2 separate regions of the Mus musculus genome follow, and region 1 is linked to region 2. The links are chromatin contacts, called in public promoter capture Hi-C maps. All regions are on one chromosome and are shown on one strand. The core of a region is the stretch at or near the end of the contact, and the rest is flanking DNA. Distances in the headings are between cores, read along the strand shown.

Region 1 (4,377 bases), core at 1,447-3,946, 1.3 Mb after region 2:
CTGTCTTACAGTTGAACCTATCTGTTGAGTTTTTAAGGTTGTTTTAAAGATGCCCTTTAGCATCTTCTTTTGTTTTTATTGCTGTTGGTACTTGTCTATTTCCTGTGGTTTGTAATTTTCTTTAACTTAAGGAAGAATGTATTTGGATTTATGGTTTCAGAAGGAAAGTCCATAATGGCAGGAGAGAGATGGCAGCAGGCAGCAAGGACAGGAAGGTAAGAAGCAACCTCAAACAGGAAGCAGAGAGAATTGGTAATGCCCAGTCCTCGAACCTGCTACTCCAGCAAAGCCCTTCCTCCAGCAGTGTTATACTATCACTCCAAATAGCACCATTAACTGGAAACCAAGAATCAAATACCCAAGCCTATTGGGAACTTCCTCATTGAAACCAACACACTGTAATACCTGGCTCTTTGATTGGTGACAAGAAAAATACAAATTGTCATTTACTCCAACTCCAAAAGTCTCTGTAGTCCTTAACGTTTCCAACACTGTTTAAAAGTCCGAAGTTTCTCTGCATTGTGGTTTTTGTATGTTTAAATGCTCCCAGGGTGTTGCAGTTGTTTACAGAGGCACTTACATGATGTATATTTTAAAACTCGTGTTATATTATTCTGAATCTGTGATTTATCAATATTGATATCTATGTAGTTTTTCATTCACGAAGAGTTATTGGTACAGCGTGAAATTTTTCAATAAAAGTTGGATATTCTGGATCTTACTTAAATCTTTTGTCTTAGTAGGCCTTGTGATACTCTCAGCAGAAATCTAGCTTTTACACTGGATCTTTCTTAACAACCAAGTGTTATTGGAGTGGAAATTCATGTTATTGGAGTGGAACTTCAGCCTTCTCTCTAAATCTCTCCTTCTACTATCTAACCTGGTTGAGAAAAGAAGTCATGGCTCCTGACTTGTTCTCCACTGAAAAGGGTCTATTTTCACTGGGGATTAATGACCTTGATCCCAAATAGTCCACTTCTGGGGATAAGATAAACTTATTTTAAAGTCCATGAAGAGAAGACTGAAGTTAGAGACCCTCTATTCAAAGGTCTAAGCTTTTCATTAGTTTCATCCTTAGCATTCTTCTGCACCAAAGAATCTCATTTCCTATCTCCTGATGTCTTTGTAGAAAAAGACAGCAGCAGACCTTCAGTGGGAAACAGAAGAACAGAGCCTTTGTAGGCAGACTCAATTCCTGTGAAAATGTAGCATTGTTAAGCTTCATGAATATAAGAACTCACTCAAATTCTCCAGACCCCCATTTTTCCACTTATGACAAAGGTCACAGGGAACTTGCAAAAATGGATTGAAATGGGGGAGGGGCTGGCATAACAGGGGCTCAATAAATGATCATTTCCTTACTTTGCAAAAGGAAAAACACACAATCCCTCCAAAAGGAAGAAGAAACCAAGATTCTTCACTACCATCACCATGTGTAGATCCCGCAGAGATACCACAAAGGTTAAATCTATTGTCAATTTTGTCAGGGTTAAATTATATGGCCTAATTTTTAACAAAAGATACACTCTATGTCCTTTTTCTTTCTTTTTCCATATGTCTGAAAAACACTACAGATTCAGGGAGTTAGGCACAGCAGGGGAGGCCAACATAGTCAGCATTTGAATTATTATTGTTTTCTTGGCGGGAATAACACTGCAGTATCAAAAACTTGCTCACTGAGTAACCTATTGGAGGTGTGACAATTCTCAGTTTGCCAAACCTCCAGCTCTTGTTCACATCCTCATAGTTCACAACCTTCTTCCAACCCCAGGATAGGAAAAAAAAAAGTGGTGAAAGAGTTACAGGCAAATAAGAACAGCCCACTCCCCAGCTTCATCAGCATCCTCAGACTACAGCCACAGCAAAGTTGCAAACTGAATGAATTGGCCAGTTAAACTTGGCTTTCAAAAGGCTTTCTCAAGCTCTGGGTCATGAGGCTGACAGAAAAATCATTCTCAACTGTTATAAAGCAAGAAGCAAAAAGCGACTTGTTCTAAACAAAAAGAACACTAAAAAAAAAAATACATTTAGTTGTCCTGGTTTATCCCTCTACCTCTATTCTATCTCAGCTACATCTGGGAAGACATCGCCATCTCCACTTCTTCCCTTCTTCCTGGTACACACAACACACACACACACACACACACACACACACACACACACACACTTCCACCAACTACCTCCTCTAGACTTGATTTCAATTTAGCCAAGCCCCTTCATTCTTCACCTCATCTATTAAGTCTGTGATGAATGGACCCCCTTCCAGCTCCTGATTCCCTTTGCAAGTAGCCCAACAATAGATAGTTTTCACCAAACAACAACAACAAAAACAAAAACAAACCAACAACAAGCAGTACTCCTTGCTCCCAGGGATGCCTGGGAAGGGAGGGGTGATCGAGGAGAGTGGAAGGATGCTGCATTAAGCAGTGACCCGCTTACCTGATCTCTTTAATGCTTTCCAATTTGCACATGATTTCTTGTTCATCTGCCATGCTTTTCACTCTCAATTTCACGTCCAGGGAATTGTTTAAAAAAAAAAATGCACCAGCCAAGGCATACAATAGATACAATACAGCCACCTCCTACTGGTTTGTGGCTTTGAGCCTGTGTGGTAAGGGCTTAGAGAAGGCCTGGGAGCTGTAGTCCACAGTTCCGGGGCCAGCCAGGCAACCCGGGTGCCTCTAGAACTACAACTCCCAGAAGGCCAAGCAAAGCATTCCTGTTCCAGTTCCTGTAGCGGCACTTTAAATCAATATGTCACTGATAATTATGTCAAAGATTATAAGCAAAGGAATGAAGATATTTGCCCTACCAATGTGCGGCAAAATGGAGAAAATTTTCTCGAAAGCAGCTAGGAAGATGAGAAACATACCTTTTATCACAAGACTCGGACTCGGGCCTCACGCCTACCCCCACCCCACCCTGTCAACAAATTAAGAAATCATTTATTACAGAATGCCTTGGGCTGGAGAGAAACTGTAGGTGATTTAGCTTCCTAGATGTCAAATTTTCTAGATGCTACCTAGGGATTTGTAGCTTTGACATTGAAATGTAAATAGACTGGAACTGAAAACCGGGGCGGGGGGAGCGGCGGAGACGGGGCTGAACAAGAAAAAGGGGACTCTTCAAAATCAGGAAACCGAGTTGGAGGAAGGACCTCTTTCCTTCTGGTTCCTCATCCACTGAACTATTAGTGTGCTTGTACTTTGCCAGTCAATGAAAGGTTTACTGAGGGAGGCCCTGAAGAGGCAAAGAAAATAAAAGCAAGTTCGTAGCCTTTGTGAAGGAGAGAGTGAAGTATATTGTAAATAGAGCTGTCACAACGCCGAGATAATCAGTGAAACCTGAACATAGAAGGTGTTAATATGTTTTTAAAACTAAGAGTTTTCCAGAGAAGAGTGAGATTTCATGGAAGCAATGGCCTACATGGAGAATGCAAAGGGCAAGTGGTTCAAAGTGCCTGGAATATAGGGTTCTTGAAGTGGTATATTAGAGAGAGAAGTAGAAGCTGTATCAAGAAAAGATAGATTGTAGACACATTTTAAAAATATTTTAGAATGTTTTCTTTGGCTATTTTATGTGTTATACCGTGTATTTCCATCAAATTCACTCCCAAGTTGCTACTCTCCTATCCCTTCCAGAACTATCTCCCTCCTAAATTCATGCATTCTTCCTTTAAGCCATTTTTTGGTGCTACCCGTGCATGCACCGGTGTAGGGCCATCTACTGGAGCATGGACAGTATTATGGAATCAGCATCCCTGAAAAAAAAAACCAAAACAAAACAAAACTGAAGCTCATTCCCTAGCAGCCAGATTTTGAAATACCATGGAGTGTCAGATTAGAGTTTGGAATTCATCCTATAGGCACATAGTTATTCAGTATGCATTTGTGCTTACTGTATGCCAAATAATGTGCAATTATATTTAGAGTATATATCAATTTTTGGTGCTGGAAATTCTACTCAGAACCTTATACATCCTTAGCATGTACTCCACTACTAAGCTACATCTCTAAATTCTAAAGTAAAATAATTTAAAAGCACAGGAGCAATTAAATTGGGGTGATATGAGAAGATGCCAGTGAAAGCAAAGTTTAGAGTTAAAGAAAATGAAAGCTAGTAAGAGGGTATTAGTTATTCAAAGAAGATAGATTCACGTGGAAGCCAGGCTTCAGAAAGGAGTGTGAGAGGTAAGTTAACAAGACTCACCTCCACATTGTCCCTCTCAGCTGCCTGTTGAGGGCCCCGAATCTTTGAGGTACTTTACTAAACTGCAATTCATAGATTTACTAGAGAGAGGAATTTCAGGAAGCAGAATTAGAGATTTCGTGAAAGATATTGTGGTGGTTTGAATAGGAATGGCCACCATAGGCTCTT
Region 2 (4,728 bases), core at 933-3,432:
GCTTGAAGCTAAACCTCCTGCCCCAACACCCCATGTACACTGGGATTACAGATGATCACCACCACACCTGGCTCTTGAAGTTAGCTTTTTGGAGCAATAATTCAGGATTGGTCATTTTCCTCACAAACTCCTTACTGGCAGGGGATATTTTTCTGAGTGGAGAATTTTACACATTTTCTAAAGATTTTTTTTTGGTCCATTTTTTACTGAACACTTGTGAGACTAATCAAATTGCTTAACCTCTCCGTGGTTCCGTCCCCCTTTGGTGTTTTGATCAGTACGTAAGAGATTACTGATTCTACCAAAAAGTTTTTACTCTTTTAAGTATTACATTCCCGTCTGGATGAAGCTCCCCAAATTCTTACTCATATCTTCAAAATACCTTTTAAAAGGAAATTTCAGTAACACGTGTCTTCTTTATGCATAAAATAAAAATTTAATAACGATTGTACTTTTGTAGTAATGAGCATAAGTGATATTTTTAGTTAGCTGCTGTGACTGTAAATGGTTTGAAAATACCTGCTTTCTATTGGCGACACTCGCAAGTACTGCTAATACTAAGGTTTGTTGCCTACACCGTACTTAAATGCTAAAGTTCAGTTAGAGTTTAGTGAAGGTGAAATTGTCATTTCCTTCTTTTCCTAGTTCACATACCCCCGCAACTCCTGGCATTAAGCAAGCGCTTTGGCTGTAACTTATCATCACCATGCTTCCCACTTCTAAGATGTTACCTTACTGATGCAGACAGAGCCTTCCGAGTCTATTCAGTATTTCTCCTCAGGGTCTGGAGATGGAGATGGCTCGGAACACACAATTCTGTTGAGAAGGGGGAAAAAAAAGCCGCTCGTAACATTTGGAAGTTGGTCCGGCAGTAGGCTGAGCTCTAGGGCTTTCTCCTCCCTGAAACTTTCGAACACCGCAAAGTCCCGCTTTAAAAAAAAAAAAAAAAACCAAAAAACTTTGACCACAAATCACTGAACTAAAGCTCCGATACTACATACTACGACAAACCTAACTTCTTACCGAAGCGCTCCAGCTTGTCCCAGACGCGCGGCGCGCCTTTTCCTTCTCTCTCTCTCTCTCTCTCTCTCTCTCTCTCTCTCTCTCTCTCTCTCTCTCTCTCTCTCTCTCTCTCTCTCTCCCTCAGCGAATAAAAACCCCCCTAATTTCCTTAAGGACAGGTGTGTCCCAATCAGTCTCTGGGTAAAAGGACAAGTGACCTTACACTGAAAAAATCTCCGCATCTCCAGGACGCCCGCCCACAGGGCTTCTTCCATTTTCTGTCGAATTAGGACAGAAACGAAATATGAAATACGCCGTCTTTATCGGACCCGCTAGTGTTCCCTGAGGCTAGCGCTGAGATTTCAAGAGGCAGCCTACCTGGAGTTGAATCCTAGCCTTAGATTTTTCACAGCCTTGGACGCTCGGCCGTGACAATTGTGCCCATAGACTTGGGTGGAAAAAATGAAATTATTAAACCAGCGACAACGCCAGTTTTTCTCGCAAATAGCCAAATACTGCCATTTTACGTCTACAAGTATTAAATGGGACCAATATTTGATTGTCAGATTTACACTTTAGTACTTTAAAAAGAAAAACACCGGTACCGGTCATTTTTTCACAAGTAAGCGACATGTTACATTTAGTTTAAACGTAAAACTTAAGGACCGTTCAGCGCAAGGTAAATTCTTTAAGGGAAAAACCTTTTATGAGGTAAATCGATGCCCCAAGGTCGGGTCGATCCGCTGCTTCTCCCTAAGAGACTGGTGCAGTTTACCCTCGTCCGTCGGGCGCCACCGCCTGGCTGCCTCAGCGTGCAGGATTCTCAACCCTCGCAGCCGGAGCCTGGCAGTGGAGGCGAAAGCCAGTCCCCGGCGCGGCAGGGAGCCAGAGAACCGCCTTCTTCTCACCACAGCGTGCGGCCGCCCACACGGACCTGCAGCCTTTTGCCGCCTAGCAACAGCCTGCAAGGAGGCAGGACTGTCTAGGAGGCGGGGTTTGAATTTGTTAGGTTCCCGCGCGCGCCTCTCGGTTGCTAAGCAACGCGACACGCCACCTAGCGGCGCAGGCCGAGCTTTTGGCGGGTTAAGCTGGCGTCACAGCATCATCTCGTGCTCGCTCGTGGTCAAGGGAATCAGGATCTAACCCGGCCACCGTAGTTGCCTTTTTTATAGTGGGAGGGGCCAAGGGAGGGGTGACCCTGCCGGAGCCGCGGCTGCCAGCGACATGTTCAAGGTGAGAATGTGGAGCCGGGTCACAGCTGTCATTGTCCCCTCTCAGCCTCCAGGAGCCCTCCCCACGCTCCCGGGCGTCTTTTTGGGGACCAGACTCGGTTCCTCCTGAGGCCTTTTTCACCTCCGGGCTAAATTCTGGCTTGGCGGCGGTTCATTCAGCACTCGGTACCAGCACCTGTGAGGTTGTGGAGTGAAACCCTAGATTGGTGGGATCGGCCCTTTGAGCTCTCTCGCGAATGAAACACTTTGAAAAGTTAAAACGCCTCTATCGTGCCCACCTCCTCGGCTAATGCCCTTTTGGGGTTGTGGGGAGGATGAAGCCAGGTCTGGGCGCTGCAGGGTTTGTGGCTTTGGTTGCTTGGCAGGATCAAGTTTCAGAACCTGGCCCGTGGGTGGGGGAGGGTCAGCTTCGGAGGATGTCGGGGATGCTGGCTTGGGGCGGGGCGGGGGGGTCTCTCTCTCTCTCCCCCTCATCCCCCCCTCTCTCCCTCCCTTCCCCTCCCTCCCCCTCCCTCCCCCTCCCCCCCTCTCTCTCTCTGTGTGTGTGTGTGTGTGTGTGTGTGTGTGTGTGTGTATGTAGCTGGAGCTTTACTGCCCAGTGAGCATTAGTATGAAGTCGACTCTTCTCCCCTCTTACAGTTTTTTCGAACTGTCCTCCATAAGATGGACATTTACAGTGAAGACTTTCAAAAACCTGTATTTTAGCATAAATTATTCTTTCTTAAACGGCAAATATATTTTGTCATTAAAAAAACCCCACAGGCTGTGCACACCTTTAATCCCAGCACTCAGGAGGCAGAGGCAGTGGATAAATTCATGAAGATGAGTTCGAGGATAGCCTGGTTTACGTAGCGATTTCCAGGACAACCAGTGTTACATAAAGTTTCTGTCTTAAAAAATAGCCACAGGCAGCCAGAAATCTACAAAATCAAGTCTCAAGAAACACAATATTTACAGAATGGTGCTAATGAAATTTCAGACTTGTGCTCCTCATTTCAAAGTTTCTTGCAGCTGCGGTGGGTGTTTGAGGCACAATAGTAAGGGCTGCAAAATGAGACCATGGCTTCTGCCTTCCAGTGCTGTGGTATTGTCAGTTACTAGCTATATGATAATGGACATGTCACTTAACTCCACTTAACTGCCTGTTCCCCCCCCCCCCCATTGTGAAATTAGGGTAATAAAGTCTAACTGTTAAATACTGAGGGGAATTATGTCACTAAATGCAGAGGAAGGATGGACACTGAACTCATAGATTTGTTGGCTCAGCAATGCCATCAGGGTTTACTATGGCATTTACTATGGCATTGTTGGTCTTCCTTATGGTTTCAAGATGACTGACATAACAGTACTTTCTTATTCACTAGGGGAAGAGGAGAGGATAAAACTCCCAAGCTTGGAGTATGTTTTTTCTTCAGGTCTGATTGGACCAGTATGGGTCAGGTGTCTGTCACTAGCCTCATTGCAGTTGCCAGGGAATGCTAGTCTCTGGTTAGCTTAGGCTAACAGGACCACTGCGTAAGCACAGGGAAAAGGAATGGCTTCATGAAAAGGTGTAATGGAAACTGGATCTGCAGCCAACAATGCCCATGTCGGGTATGTTCAGATAAGTTTGTGCAAGTGTGCACTGACTTTGGCTCTTTGAAAATCTTTCATGATCCTGATACATTTAATTTATTGATGGACATGAAAGATTAGCATAGCTTTATGACTCAGATAAAAAATGCGATTGTAAAACAATGGTTCTCACTGACTGGTACTACCCACTTTGAGGATGTTTTGGAAATTCCAGGGGTTCTTTGTGTCTTTAGTTGTGTTGAACATCTGTTTTATTTTTTATGTGTATTAGTGTTTTGCCTGCATATATGTCTGTGTACTACATACTTGCCTGGTACCTACAGAGGCCAGAAGATGGAATATGATCCCCTGGACCTAGAGTTACAAATGTTTGTTAGATACCATGTGGGTGCTGGGAATGGAACTTGGGTCCACTTCTGCCAACACCGGGCCCCTATCTGGTGCAGACCCTTGCAGGCCTATGCATGATGCCATAGTCTCTGTGAGTTCACATGTGTGTCTATCATGCTTTGCTTAGAAGGCCCTGTTTCCCTGAGGTCCCCATTCCTGTTGGTCCTTACAGACTTTCCTCCTCCTCTTCTACAGGGTTCTCCGAGCCCTGAGGGGAGGGTTTTCATGGAGACATCCCATTTAGGACTGACTGGTCCAAGATCTGTCACTTTCTGCATATTGTCCAGTTGTGGGTGTCTATATGTGTTCCCATCCATCTGCTGTAGGGCGAAGCTTCTTTGATGATGGTTGAGCAAGACACTGATCTATGAGTATAGCAGAATGTCATTGGGAGTCATTTTATTGCTACATTCTTTAGCAGAACAGTAGTATTTGGATTTCTGCTAGATCCATGGGGCTATCAAGTCTCAGGTTTTTGGGCAGCTGGGCAGTGTCAGGTATGGGTTCCACCTCACGGTATGGGCCTTAG

What was found. Promoter capture Hi-C pulls out the DNA fragments that hold promoters and counts their contacts.
Region 1: a promoter capture Hi-C map of liver shows a contact between it and region 2, with 3 times the contacts expected there. The contact joins the promoter of Zc4h2 here to the promoter of Apoo in region 2. A contact is called at or near these places in 3 of 39 promoter capture datasets (cranial neural crest, liver and pre-B cells) and 1 of 9 other capture datasets (liver).

The regions. Positions count from the first base shown.
Region 1 is chrX:95,655,813-95,660,189 of GRCm38.p6, forward strand. It overlaps Zc4h2 (zinc finger, C4H2 domain containing), which reads right to left and starts at 2,697. Exons shown (of 5, transcript NM_001003916.2): 1 at 2,440-2,697. The coding sequence starts at 2,492.
Region 2 is chrX:94,364,928-94,369,655 of GRCm38.p6, forward strand. Apoo (apolipoprotein O) reads left to right here and starts at 2,183. Exons shown (of 9, transcript NM_026673.4): 1 at 2,183-2,235. The coding sequence starts at 2,227. Fam90a1b (family with sequence similarity 90, member A1B) reads right to left here and starts at 1,850. Exons shown (of 10, transcript NM_001362881.1): 1 at 1,704-1,850; 2 at 732-816.